Linked DNA regions of Mus musculus: region 1 is linked to region 2. Evidence: chromatin contacts called from public promoter capture Hi-C data. All regions are on one chromosome and are shown on one strand. The core of a region is the stretch at or near the end of the contact, and the rest is flanking DNA. Distances in the headings are between cores, read along the strand shown.

Region 1 (7,564 bases), core at 3,791-6,290, 420 kb before region 2:
TCTCAGAGTCAGTCACTTTACATTGGGAACATCTATCTATCTATCTATCTATCTATCTATCTATCTATCTATCTATCTATCTATCTATTTTTAAAGATTTTGTTTATTTATTTTATATATATGACAAGTATACTGTAGTTATCTTTAGACATACCAGAAGAGGGCATCAGATCTCATTACAGATGGTTGTGAGCCACCATGTAGTTGCTGGGACTTGAATTCAGGTCCTCTGGAAGAAGCAGTTGGTGTTCTTAACCACTGAACCATCTCTCCAGCCCTATTTACTTATTTTTTTAAGAGCTTTGGGTAGACCTCTGTCCCCATTGTAGCCACCCCATTCATTTTCCAAAGAGCATAAAATTATGTCTCTTTTAGGTGTTCCTAGCTATTCTGACCACAGAGGGGTCACTAGCAAACTACCCCTCCTTGGCTTACTTTGCCTTCACTGTGAAGGGCAGGAAGACAAAACCAGGGCTAAACAGCGTGCTGCTTGTTCAGTATGTCTTACATGCACTGGTGGGATTTGAACCTTGACCCTAGACTTTGAAAGCAAGTTGCATTTTGGAATGAGTTTGATACAGGCTACCTGATATCTCTGTTTTAGTCTGATTCAAATCACGTCTCAAGCTTTTGAAGTATAGATTACATGTGGACTAGCTACACTATCAGAGGAGGCATCGAAGCTGGAATGTTGCCTTTGTACCCTGTGGCGATGGCTGTGCGGGAGCTGGTGGCTGCCCACAGCAGGGCCAGGAGGGCCCCCATTTCCCTCTGTTCCCCTGTGTTCTCGTCTCTTCCCTCAGCCCCACCTCCAGCCATACTTTCTGCTCAGCTCATTGACCTGGGTATTTGCTTGTCACGTCAGTATCATGGCCGTGCTGGACAGTGGCTGACTGCCTCTGATCTGAACTCTGACTTCCCACTCTCCTTGGTTTTCTTCTCTTTCCTCTTGGGTACCCCTTGATCACCTCTTTATTTCAGCTGGAGGTTTTCATATGACTTTGATGATCCAGTCTCTTCAGGCGACCAAGTCTGTATCGCAGCCCTGGGCACGCTCTCCTAAGCAGAGCCCTTTGTTCCTTTCCTGGGCACCCTCTCCTAGGCAGAGCCCTTTGTTCCTTTCCTTCCCCACCTGGTGCAGGGCTGGACGCTTTCTGTTCACCCTCTGCATCTCCTCTCCCTTTTTCTGTCTGATGAGACGTGTGCACCGCATCAGATCCGGCCTCCTTGGAGTTACGGTAGCCAGGAGCACATGCCGGAGATGAAAGAGGACAGAGTATTTATCCCAAGGCCTGGGTTGATGGGATCCTCAGGCTTGGTGGCCCAGAGTTACAGTTCCAAGCTTCTGGAAGGTAACCTTCCCCAGACAGCCCTGACAACCCTGTGGTCTGGTCACGGCCCCCTCCGTGCTGGCCCTAGAGCATAGGTTACAGAGTCCATGCTGGTCTCCACCTTCCTCCTTGATTCCCTATCTCTGCTCCCTGGGCCGTGCTAATTCAGTATGCCGATTACTCTATGCATTCTAGATCCACACAGCTATAATTCCAAACTTAAGTAACCCTCTTCTTCACTTCGTCCCTTTTTCTCCAATTCTAACCCTTTCCTTCCCAGCGGTCTATAGACTACCACAACCTGCCTGTTGAAGCCAGAATCCTTGGGTTCACACTTGATCCATCTTTCCTTCGTTTCTTAGAAACAGCCCCTCCTCTACCACTTCCTGCCGACGTCCAGCCTCCAGCCTCCGGCCTCTCAGCTGAAGTCCCCCTCACCCCCCTCTCGCTGGTTCCCCTGCTTCATTTGTTTTCCTGACATCTGTTCTTCACACAGGAACCAGAATGATTCTTTTAAAATGCCTTCGGATTACATCGCTATATTAGTATTTGTTTTCTTCTGAGCTATTTTGTGATCTTCCTGGCTTAGCCTCTGAAGCGCTGAGATTGTGTGTGTGCAGGGGCTGAGGTGGTAAAATCTCAGTAAGTAAAACCCTTGCTGTCAAGCCTCAAGGCCTGAGTTTAGTCCCTGGATCACAGGTAGTTGAAAGAGAGAACCGACTCCCATAAGCTGGCCTCTGACCTCAGTAGTCATACTATGGCATGCATGCAAACAAACAGCAAGAGTGGAAAAGAAAGGCTCTCTAGTATCTTGTCACTGCACTTGAATTTAAGTCTTTCTGTCACCATGGTCCGACCAGGGTTAGTTGGTTTCTGCATGTAGCCTTGTTCAGAAGTGTTCCCATGTATTTTTCTGACAGACTTCTCTGAATTCTAATCCTAATGTCTCTTCTCCCAGTATAAAATGGCCTTCACCCTCACTCTGATTTTAGCCACTGGGTTTGGTTGAATGCTCTCGGGCTTGTCTGCATCTGACATCTCGTGTGCATATCTGTGCTGATAATTACAGTAGCAGCTTCATGGGAGCAGAGACCACATCCACCCACTCGCATCCTGGAAGAGTGCTGGTGTGGATAGGAGATGCTTGCAGGCAGTTGTTTAGTGACTTAGCAAACAAACCTGATTGGTGAGAAACACTGGGCTCTCTTAGGCCCTGTTGGCTGCTCAGATTAAAGAGCTCATCTCGAGGGGACAGGAATGGCAGGGATGTATAGAAGGATGGACCGATCAGTGAGGATGCAGAACCTGAAGGTGAGTTTCTAACTCCAAAGCAGACATGGGTGGTACCTGGTTCGCTTAGAGTTCAGCATTAGCTGACAGTGCTTGAGTAGGGAGTGAGTGTCTTTTATAAGTTAGGAGACCCTGCTCGCTAGAGACTGTGTGGATGCAGAGACTGGTAAACCTCTGCATTACCAAGAATTTGAGCACATCATCTTGGTTAGTTGTCAGAGAATTTGAAATGAGGTAAGCAAACCAGGGATTATCCCACCTAGGAAGTATGTCAAGGCCACTCCACTGTTTTGGCCCAGTGGTAGGGCCTCGGCCTGGATCTCCTGCTCACACCACACCACACCACACCACACCACACCACACCACACCACACCACACCACACCACACCACAAGACCGTGTATATGCTGGTCAGACTAGACAGTATGTACCCATTGGTAATCTACGGCAGGAATGCCTCAGGCCTTTCTTCTTTAACCTCAGATCCTCTCATTCCCAGGCAAGAGATGTGAACTCTGTGATGACGGCTACTTTGGAGACCCTCTGGGCAGCAATGGGCCTGTGAGACTGTGCCGCCCGTGCCAGTGTAACGACAACATAGACCCCAACGCGGTTGGCAACTGCAACCGCCTGACGGGCGAGTGCCTGAAGTGCATCTATAACACGGCTGGTTTCTACTGCGACCGGTGCAAGGAAGGGTTTTTCGGAAATCCCCTGGCTCCCAATCCAGCCGACAAATGCAAAGGTTAGTCACTGGCCAGACTCAGTCACGCCCACACCTCGATGTACAGATCCACAGTGGGGTCTCTCTCAGTACTTACAGAAGTTTTCGAGAATGCAGTGTGAACCACTTCTTGCAGAACTTAAAATTGCTACACTCCATCAAAAACGTAAAACAGGAGAATTAATTTAGTATGCTTAACAATGTAGCCAGTGTTTTATTGCTTACTATTATGCAGGTAATCATCTGTTAAAAACCATTAATAAGATGGTTCTTTTCTCACCCTATGTTTACAAGGGCAATGTGTTTTAATTGCTAGCACATCTCTGTTCAGACTGCCAAGACAAGACTCTCTGCCGTATCGGCTTCTGTGTGAGACAACACAGGCCTAGAGAACCTGGTCCAGTGCCTTAGGTTTTACTGCTCTCCCTGGAGATTTGCATCTGTTGCTTTCTCTGTCTCCCCACCCTAGCCTGCGCCTGCAATCCCTACGGGACAGTGCAGCAACAGAGCAGCTGTAACCCGGTGACCGGACAGTGCCAGTGTCTGCCTCATGTGTCTGGCCGCGACTGCGGTACTTGTGACCCTGGCTACTACAACCTGCAGAGCGGGCAAGGCTGCGAGAGGTGAGACTTGAGTCTGTGTAAAGTGATCCTTGTTGTCTTTGTCTTAAGAAGTACATCTTTCCAAGCTACTCTAAGCAGCTGGCTTGAGGTTGCTTAGGAATTGTTTCCAGTGTCTTATGCAGGAAAGGCGCTGTGTAAATAGGGGACAGAAGGGATAGATAGCATAGTGGCAGTTCTGATGTGTCAGACACTAATTCTTTTTTTTTTTTTAAGATTTATTTATTTTATTTATGTGAATACAATGTAGCTGTCTTCAGACACACCAGAAGAGGGCATCCCATCCTATTACAGATGGTTGTGAGCCACCATGGGGTTGCTGGGAATTGAACTCAGGACCTCTGGAGGAGCAGTCAGTGCTCTTAACTGCTGAGCCATCTCTCCAGCCCTCAGACATTTCAAAATGCAGATTGCAAGGTTTCTTCTGAGACAGACTCATCAGGGCTGCAGCCTGGGAGTCTGTCCAGTTCTCTGTCAGTAGGGTTTAGTGTGGACCTAAGGGAACAACCCCTAACATTCTGATGAGTCGTCCTTAGCGTGCTGTCTTCCAGATGAGAATGTTGCCCACTCTCTGCCCCTCCTACCCTAGAAACATCTTGTGCTTCTCCTCAGGTGTGACTGCCATGCTTTGGGTTCCACCAATGGGCAGTGTGACATCCGCACCGGGCAGTGTGAGTGCCAGCCTGGCATCACCGGCCAGCACTGTGAGCGCTGTGAGACCAACCACTTTGGGTTTGGACCTGAAGGCTGCAAACGTAAGACATGGTGACTTGCAGTGCAGTGTCTCCCATGCCAGTTAGTGCGTTACAGGCCTGATAGCCTCTGTGGCCACGAAAGAAACCTCCTGTGACTATCAGAAAACTCTGGAGATCGAGGGCCTTTGGTTCCTCTGGTACCACCCTGTTGATGTCTCCTTTTCTAGTTTTTTTATACTTATTTCTCCTTGTAATTTTGTTTTCTAAAGAAAAAAAAATCCCCCCTGAAGCACTGAGCGTGTCCACTCTGCTTATTAAGGCTTCCTGACTACCTCGGCTCTGCAGATAAAGAAGCAGCCGTGGCTCTGCTCGGCCGCTATTGGCTTGCTTCGGCTCCACCCTTGGAGCCCATTTGGTTTGGTTGCATATAAACATCTGCTTCTCCTTGGCATAAACACTTGCCTGGAAATCAGAACAGTTTGGATTTTTTTGCTTTCTGAATTCCTTCATTTCTTGTGTGGAATGTAGAAATTCCAAAGAGAAAACAAACTGTAAAGAAGCGCAGGAAGTGTTAGGTTAGCATTTGGGTTTTCTTATTTCTTAGAGAAATTTAAAGATGAAAGTAGAGAGGAGTCCCAGAAGCATATGAGAAAGAGCGCTACATCATTTAATATACTGTGTGTGTTCTCTGTGTAGCTCAGGCTGACCTCACTTCCCCTTCCTCTACCTCCCAGAGACATATTCTCTACCATGCCTGACATTCGTGTAATTTTTATACCACATTGAGGTCATGTGCCCCAAGGGATTGCTGAGGTGACTCAGTTGATAAAGTGCTTGCCATTCGAGCAGGAGAGCCTGAGTTCAGATCCCCAGCACCCATATAAAAAGGCAGGTGTGTATCTGTAACGAGGCCGAGGCAGGTAGATCCCTGGAGCTCACTGGCCAGCAGCTCGGGTTGAGATGCAAGTCTCAAAATATAAGGGAGATCTAGGCACAGTGGCACACACCTTTAATGCTGACACAGCAGCTCTTTAGAGACCTGGACCTAATTCCAGGTAAAGGTAGGCAGAGCTCTTGTGAGTTTGAAGCCATCCCGGTCTCCATAGTGAGTTCCAGGCCAACCAGGGCTGCATAATGAGACTCTGTCTCAAAAATACACACACACAAAAATAAACAACAGAAATTAGGTAAACGGTGGTAGAGATGAACAGATACCCAGTGTTGACCTCTGACCTTTGTAAGCATATACATGCACATGTATGCACACATGCCACATGCTGCCCATATTACTTCACAACCTAGTTTTCCTTTTAAAATGTCTATCTTGCCTGCTACATGGACTTAGCTATTTAAAAGTCTCATAAGTGAATTTTTCATAAGTACACATGATGATGGTACAGTCAGTCCGAGTTAAAATGGGAATTGTCTCCTCATTCCTTAGCTTGTGACTGTCACCATGAAGGATCCCTTTCACTCCAGTGTAAAGAGGACGGCCGTTGTGAATGCAGGGAAGGCTTTGTGGGCAATCGCTGTGACCAGTGTGAAGAGAACTATTTCTACAATCGGTCCTGGCCTGGCTGCCAGGAGTGTCCGGCTTGTTACCGACTGGTGAAGGATAAGGTAAGCTGTCAGTAGGGCATTCACTCATTCATTCATTCATTTGTTCGTTCATTCACTCATTCCTTCAGCAGACATGAAGTAGAAACTCAAGTCTACTCTAAGCTCCAGAGAAGAAATGGTAGACACCTTGAACTTGCTCTCTCTTCTCAGAGGTGTATGTTCTAGTGAGGGGGGAGTGGCCAGAACCGCATACATAGGAGAACTACTGAGAAAAGTGCCTGAAGGGAAGGAATAGGTACTAACAAACCATGGGAAACTGCAGAGCCTCTGTAAGGAAACTCTCGTGATTCGAGATCCGAAGGATAAAGAGGCGGGAGCCGTGTGAGGGGGAGTGAGGCAGGCAAGCGCCTGGAACCTGGAAGCTGCCCAGACCCTGCCCTGGGAGGAACTTTGTCTGTGGCAGGTCATATAGGACTATGTTGACTTTAAGTGGGGAGTTTCGGGGACTATTTCCAAATTCAGTAGAGATGTACAGAAGTCCTTTACGAGGAGTGTTGTGACTGCTGTGTGAAGAGGGATTGTTAGGGATGGGATGAGGGGGAAGACCCTTGCATGGACAACATAAATATGTGTGTTGAGAGACCAGGACACGGAAAAAAGAAGAAGAATCAGGAACTGTCCTTAAGGTTGTTGTTTAATGTTGCTGGCGATGGTTTTAAGTCCCCAGGGAAATCAGATTCTCGAGTTCGGTTTGAGATGCCTAGCAGAGATCTAAACAATGCTCAGGGGAGAGGTCAGTACTGGAGAACTGTCAGTAGGCTGTGTGTACAGGAAGAATGGTACCAAGAGCTTGCCGTGGAAGCCAGAGAAACTGCCTGTGCTGTCTGTGTGAGCATGCAGACCTCCCTCTGCACAGAGCTCCAGTTTCCTGCAGTGTGCACAGCCAATCTCTCCCCCCTCCTTAGGTTGCTGAGCATCGAGTGAAACTCCAGGAGTTAGAGAGCCTCATCGCCAACCTTGGCACTGGGGATGACATGGTGACAGATCAAGCCTTTGAGGACAGACTTAAGGAAGCAGAAAGGGAGGTGACAGACCTTCTCCGTGAGGCTCAGGAAGTCAAAGGTATCGTGATCAAAACCTGTGTGACCTGGTGATCTCAGTTCTAATTTGTATAGTTTCATAAATTCTCAGGGCTTTGGCTTGTTTGTTTGTTGTTTTCTAGACAGGGTTTCTCTGTATATATAGCCCTGGCTGTCCTGGAACTCACTCTGACTGACCACAACTCAGAGATCCTCCTGCCTCTGCCTCCCAAGTGCTGTCCTTATTCTAAACTAGGCTTTTCCCC
Region 2 (7,102 bases), core at 2,921-5,420:
AGAATCCAGAAGGGAAAACAAAGACTCATTAGTACCCAGAGCATAGAACAGCCTGCAGCCATGGGTAGAAACAGCACACAGATGATGACCTTTGGGAGTTCTGCAAATGATGCAGCAGATACTGTCTCTGTGCCCTTAGCATCTCCCCGAACCACCCACCCCACCCCACCCCACCCCCATACCTGTCCATTGAACATGACTGTGGCCCAGTTATCACTGCCCTTCTTCAAGACAAAGACGATGTTCCCAGGCATGACCTGTAGCTCTTCTGGCGTCTCCGGCACAAAGCCAAACAATACGCGGTGTGCCTCACCTTCCAGAGCCCTGAGGGGTACACAGAAGACTGAGCCCACCATTCAGCTTGGACCATATCCCCTTACTGGGGAAGCACTTGAGGCCAGAGACTTAGCTTGGCACTCACTCTAATTCCACATCTTACTGCCTACAAGACCAGTGTCGGGTGCTGCCACCCAGGACCCCGAGAAGACAAGGCGAGAACACCATGTGAGTGTGTTCTGTAGCACACAGGAGTTCCCCTTCTCCCAGGGAACACCACGATGGGATCCAAGAACCCAAAAGTTACATGCTTTTAACTCTTGTAGCCTGTGGTGTGACAGCAGGTCCAGAATAAATTCCTTTCCCTTAGCACTTGCTGGCCTGTACTTCCAGCAATCCTCCTGTCTCTGCCTCTCAAAGGTGGGGGTCAGAAATGTGAGCCTCCGCTGGGTGGTGGTGACACATGCCTTTAATCCCAGCACTCGGGAGGCAAAAGCAGAGGCAGGCAGATTTCTGAGTTCGACGCCAGCCTGGTCTACAAAGAGAGTTCCAGGACAGCCAGGGCTACACAGAGAAACCCTGTCTTGGAAAAAAAAGAAAAAAAAAAGAAATGTGAGCCTCCAGGCTGGAGAGATGGCTCAGTGGTTAAGAGTATTGATTTCTCTTCCGGAGGTCCTGAGTTCAATTCCCAGCAACCACATGGTGGCTCACAACCATCTGTAATGGGATCTGATGTGTGTCTGAAGACAGCTACAGTCTAGTCACATACAAAAAACAAATAATTATTAAAAAGAAAAAAAAAAAAGAAACGTGAGCCTCTGTACCTTGCTCATTTCCCTGTTAAGTCAACTTTCACTTTTGAACCTAAAAGACAACTTTATAGCTTTGGCGTTAACAAATTGCAGGTCTCAGTACTACCCTTGCGTTTTGGGTCCATTGTTAATGAACCAGAGGGTACTTGAATAAGCACCATGACACTGTGCCAATCCTTCCCAAAAGATAATATTTTTACTTTATTTTATTGAACTTGCTTCATTTCTATTTTTCAAAGCTTTAGTTATCATGTCTGGGGGGCATATGTGCCGCAGTGCACAAGCGGAGGTTAGGGGACAGTTCTGCGCTGTCATTTCTCTCCTTCCACCTAGATGTGAGTTTGAGGCTCCAGCGCAGTGAGTCGCCAGGCTTGCACAGACAGCTTCTCCCCCTCTGAGCGTCTCATGACCAAGGTTTTGGTTTTGTTTGCTTTGCTTTAACTAACATACACAGTATTAGATTTCATGCTGGCATTTTTTTTTTCAAATGAAATTTGATTTTGTTGATCTTTCCTCCCTCTCTTTCTCTCAAACCCTACTCCCCCTGCCCTGGGCCTTTTACTTACTTACACACACACACACATACACACACACACACACACTCTCTCTCTCTCTCTCTCTCTCTCTCTCTCTCTCTCTCTCCTTCCACTTTCATGTCACAAGTGTCCCATCACCCTGTCCCTCCCTCTCTCTAACCTTCCTTCTCCTGGCCTGACAGCCGATCCTGTGTGGACAGACGGCTACTGAGTGGACAGACGGCAGATGGCACACAGCAAGGCTATATATCCCTGAGGATCCCAGGCAGGTGGGATTGTTTCATCACACTGCTCAGAATGGAAAGCAATTTAAAACTTCTTAGAGTTGTTTCTTTGCTTGTTTTTCAGACAAGGGGGGTGGGGAGGATATTTGGCTCTAGCTGGCCTCTAACCGATCCCTCCACCCACCATGCACCTGAGGCTGGCCTCAACTCTTATCCTCCTTTCTCCTCTAAGGAGGGAGTCAGTTCTCAGGTCTTGCCTTCCATAGACAGGAAGTATGAGCAGGGGAGTAACATAGGTGGAAGGCAGTGAACACCAGGGGAGAGACCACCTCAGACAGCCTTGCAGGAAGGGGATGGAGAGCCAGGCAATGGAAGGCACAGTAGAGAAACTGCAGCACTTTGCTTTATGTTAGCCATGTCCTTTCCGCTTCATTGACCCCTCAAGGTCCTGGTTACTTCTCCACTCCTAGAGAGAGTCTCCCATGCTGCCTCAGTGTGTGAGGGAAGCTGTCTGCAAAACTACCCATACACGGGATGGGGATGTTCGTTCTGCTCAGCCCTGCCCTCGTTTGCAAAGTCCCTGCCTGACGTTGTGAGGGATGCAGCCTCTTTAGTTTAGAGAATTGGGGAATGAGCTCCTTCAAGCCCTTCTCTTTGGGATCACCTGTAGCTACCCCACCACCCACCCACACACACTTTTCCTGACCCCCTTTATTGGAGGAGGAAGATGGCTTGCTTTGTTCCTTAGAAGGATTTTGGTTTTTTCTTTTTTCTTTTCTTTTCTTTTCTTTTCTTTTTTTTTTTTTTTTTGTTTTTTTTTTTGTTTTTTGAGACAGGGTTTCTCTGTGTAGCCCTGGCTGTCCTGGAACTCACTCTGTAGACCAGGCTGGCCTCGAACTCAGAAATCTGCCTGCCTCTGCCTCCCGAGTGCTGGGATTAAAGGCGTGCACCACCACGCCTGGCTAGAAGGATTTTTTTAGCTGAGATTAGGCCGCTCTGCTTCTCGGGTTTACTGAGTGACTTCCTTTTCTTGAGTCTTTCCCCTGCTTTAGAAAAAACGCACACAGGAAAGAGACTGTGATAGCTCGTGGAATCTGGAGAGCTTTCACTGAGCGGGAGGGGAGTGCACTGTAGTCAGTACAAACTGACCTCTCACCTCTGACCTGGGCTTCGAAGCAATGACCTCCCATTGTAAGGTGACCACGCCCACTGGGGCACCAGGATGCTGCAAGTGGTGGTCTCAGCACAATCGCATCATTTGGGTCTAACCTTAGACAGGAGAAGCCTACCATCCTTTACATCCTTACTGCCGTCAAGTCAGACGTAGAGTGAGGGTATTTCGCATGCAGACCTAAACCTAACTTACCTGAAGATTTCTGGGGTTTTGGGTCTGGGAGGAGGCTCTGCTGACTGTGGAACATTCAGGAAAAATGAAGAAGGGGAAGATGACAAGAGAAAAAGTGAGGGGGCGGGGGGGGAAGAGAGAACAGACTGTTAATGGTAATTTGGAATACTGTTCCAGATCCAAAAACAAAGACTTCTTTTCTGGGTGGTCTCTGGGGCAAGGGCACAATTTGGGAAACCAAAAGCCTGCCGCCCACCTGGGCCTGACCCTCGCCAGTGAAGCTGCTGCACACTCCAGAGCAGGTGTCTGGAGAAGGTTTTATTGACCTCAACTCAACCCTTCCCCAGTATTTTCCAAAAGCGCTGGTCTACAATTAATGTTTGCCACAATATGTGACATTTCTGGATATTTAAAATCAACTCAGCATCCCCTGGCCAGACAAGAGTCTCTCAAGCTGGTGAGATGGCTCAGCCGTTAAGAGTGCCGACTGCTCTTCCAGAGGTCCTGAGTTCAAATCCCAGCAACTACATGGTGGCTCACAACCATCCGTAACGAAATCTGATGCCATCTTCTGGAGTATCTGAAGACAGCTACAGTGTACTTACAAATAATAAATAAATAAATAAATAAATAAATAAATAAATAAATATTTTGAAAAAAGAGTCTCTCTTTAATGTATATTCCCTGTTCTGCACTGAATGCCATAGAGTCTGTCATCTGGGACTTTCCTTCCTTGTCCTCTAGCTGGGCTGAGCCTGGGACCACAGCCAGCCTTTCTCCAACTTTAATGCCAAAAGGAGACAAGGAATCTAGATGCTGGCCCTCTTTCTGCCCCTGTGCTCATCCTGTCCCCACGGCCCAAGCACAGGTCATATTACAGTCAAGGCGGCAATCGTCTTGCCCCATATTTGGGGTGAGGATCAGTGCTACCCCAGAGACAGTATATATGCAGATGGCAAGAAGGTGACGAGGTCCAAGGTCCTTTCCTTTGCTAGTGCTGATCCCTCTTCTTACCCGTTACCCTGTCACCCTGTTATGCAACCAAGCCTGAGGTCTCCTTAATCTACTTCACTGTCTTCCTGTTACAAGCTTTGTCTGTCTCTGAACTGACTGCCACATGCCATCAGGGACCATCTCTCTGAGCCCAGCTTGGGCTGGCAGCCTGCCTTGTGTTCCCAAAGGAGTCTCTTATACAGGAGCAAATGGACAGCACCAAGGAAGTCAAAGCCCCCAGGCTCCAAGCCCTGGCACCCTATCCCCTGCAACTCACACGCCTGAACCCATGGAGAGGCTCATTACAAAACTTCCTGAGTGCAGAGGCTGCGCAAGGTCCCATGAGGTGGTCAGTGGATCTCTTAGGACCACCGGCAGAGGACGGGAGACAGAGCTGACAGGGCCGGCTCCCAACCAGCCATGTAAACTAGGGCTGAGAGTAGGGATCAGAGGCTCAGCTATGCTGAGAGGCGGCTGAACCCCTGTGATCAGTTTGTCAGACCAGCTCCTCTTATCGGGGTCTACTTCCCAGAGAAAGCCAGTCTCACCTGTGGCTGCAGAGGGGCGAAGCCAGAAAAGTTGTCTTGGTGAACCACAGATGCTACAACCTGAAACAGACAAGAAGGTGAGCGTGCTGCTGCCAGGCTCTGTTTGCCCGGTGTCTGTGTCTTTCTGGAAGACCTCCTCTTTCCTCAAACCACAGAAGCCATTGTCACTCAGGTAGCTTTTGGAGGGAGGTGGGAAGTAAGGCACCTCTTATCTTACTCTCACCCTCTCTTTTAGTTAAATAAACAAACAATATGAAAAACTGCTGGTAGTCATACAACATCAAATCATCAAATTGACCATTTTAAGTGAACATTTCTGTGGTATTTCATATACCCACAATACTTTGCAATGCTACATGTTATCTGGTGCCAAGACATTTTAATCACCCCACAAAAGAAAATGTTGGAACTACTAAGAAGACTACAGTCTCCTCTCTTAACCTGGCAACACAAGTTTGTAAAGACTTTATATAAATAGAATTATATAGCATGTGCCTTTTTTCCTGTTTTTCATGGTACGTGTGCATGTGTCTGTAGTGAGTGTATGCGTGTGTGTGTGTGTGTGTGTGTGTGTGTGTGTGTGTGTGTGTGTGTATGTGTGTGTGTGTGTTATGCCTGGGGGCACATTTCTGTGTGTCTGACCATGCACGTAGAGGTTGCAGGTTAATCTAAGTATCATCCTCAGATGCTTTTCCGCCTAATTCAGTGAAGCAGGGTCTCTCAATCAAACTCCGAGCTGACTACTATGGGTAGTCTTGCTTGCTTGAGGATCCCCTGTCTCCACCTTCTGACTCTGGAGTTGCCATGGCTACCTGGCAATTACACAGGTCCTAGGGATCTGGAATCCAGTCCTCATGTTTACACAGCCAGTACTTTTAACAACTGAGCTATCTTCAGCACTTGGCCATGGCATCTGTATTTCTTCTGGCTGACATACATGTCTATCCGTGTTGTAGCATGCATTAGTTTATCCTTCTTGTGGGAAAGCAGACCATATGGACATATCACACTGCATATATCCATTCATGAATTGATGTCTCATTGTGGGGTATTTCTATTAGTCTCTGTGATTCTGCCAGGTCTAGCTTACTCAGATTGGGCAACTCACATGTCCAAATTGTCAAAGCCAAATACAGATCAGATAAGGTCCTACGGTCTCACCTCAAGTCAGGTCTGAAAGAACTTAAGACCTGTGTTCAGAAGAAATGTAGCTAAAGAAGGCTTCTGGGCATAGGGCTGAGAAAATGGGAGGGATTCCCCAGAATCCTCAGCAGTATATTGCAAGGGCATTGAGCCAAGGGCATCTCCTGCTGGCCCTCTCCCGACTCTCAGTGAGCCCCCACTATGTCCTTTTTCCTTCACCTCTGTCCCAAGACTCAGCATCCCAGTAGAAACCTCAGGAGTGAGTGATGGTCAGGGTTATGGAAGAAGCTGGAGAGAAGAAACTGGAAGTGTTCATTCCTTACTGTCAGCAAGATCCTCACTGCCATCCCTGAATGCCACAGGGCAGGGAGAGGGGGCGTGTCTTCTTGGGGGGCGTGTCTTCTCGAAGCCCTCCCACCAGGCCCCATGCAATCCAGGGCACAGGAGAAGTAGGAAGATGGACGGCCCACCTACCGTAGCCTTGCCCAGATAGTCCTTTTTGGCCAGCTGAGCCACCTGCCTCTCATTTGGACGGAACAGCCGACCCACAGGGATCACCACGGGCTCGAACAGCTTCTGCTTCTGGAAGAGAATGGTCAGTCACAGGTCATTAGGCAGTACTGGGTTCATTCTGAGCCAGACGTTATTAGGTGAGCTCATGTGAGCATTATCATAGAGTGTGCTAGGACAACCTTGGTGGTTCAACCATTGTGGAATATGTGATTGGTTGGCTAAAACATCTTTGTATCTCTCAGGACTGTGTCTCCTTGTCTGAGAATGGGAGTGAGAAAGCCATTCCTGCTTTCGTCATCAAAAGGACCACTGGAAAACATATCAAAAGAAGAGTCCTTTCCAACCATAGTGGCTTGTCATTTGAGAGGGCTAGGCAGGAGTGGTTGGGCTAATTCTTAGAGAATTTCAATGCATTTTGATCATATTTAGCTAACTCCTCCTCTTAACTCCTACCAGATCCACTCTTACCTCCTTAATCTTTATAATGTTGTGTCCTTTGTTTATCTATTTGAAACAGAGTCTTAATGTGTAGCCTTAGCTGGTTTAGAGCTCACGATGTAGACCAGACTGGCCTGCAGTTCACAGAGATCTGTCTGTCACAGCCTCTGGAGTGCTGGAACTAAAGGTGTGTGCCACCTACAGTATCCAACCTTTTTTATTTTAAATAACACCTTAACTCCACTTTGTGTTATTTATATTCTTCTGTATGTGA

What was found. Capture Hi-C pulls out chosen DNA fragments and counts their contacts.
Region 1: a promoter capture Hi-C map of adipose tissue shows a contact between it and region 2. The contact joins two enhancer-like sites. A contact is called at or near these places in 1 of 484 Hi-C or Micro-C datasets (embryonic fibroblasts) and 3 of 9 other capture datasets (adipose tissue, embryonic stem cells and liver).

What each region holds. Positions count from the first base shown.
Region 1 is chr1:153,239,032-153,246,595 of GRCm38.p6, reverse strand. Lamc1 (laminin, gamma 1) reads left to right here. Exons shown (of 28, transcript NM_010683.2): 14 at 3,120-3,365; 15 at 3,814-3,967; 16 at 4,577-4,719; 17 at 6,101-6,279; 18 at 7,185-7,341. Among named protein-coding and RNA genes, the nearest start is that of Lamc2, 56 kb to the right of the region's middle. Within about 2 kb of position 5,040, at least 7 of the 459 cell types and tissues checked have an H3K27ac peak or open chromatin away from gene starts, as enhancers often do. A contact at or near this core is called in adipose tissue, where this site is marked.
Region 2 is chr1:152,823,574-152,830,675 of GRCm38.p6, reverse strand. It overlaps Ncf2 (neutrophil cytosolic factor 2), which reads right to left. Exons shown (of 16, transcript NM_010877.5): 6 at 6,352-6,459; 7 at 4,735-4,794; 8 at 3,215-3,258; 9 at 183-324. Among named protein-coding and RNA genes, the nearest start is that of Ncf2, 27 kb to the right of the region's middle. Within about 2 kb of position 4,170, at least 6 of the 459 cell types and tissues checked have an H3K27ac peak or open chromatin away from gene starts, as enhancers often do. A contact at or near this core is called in adipose tissue, where this site is marked.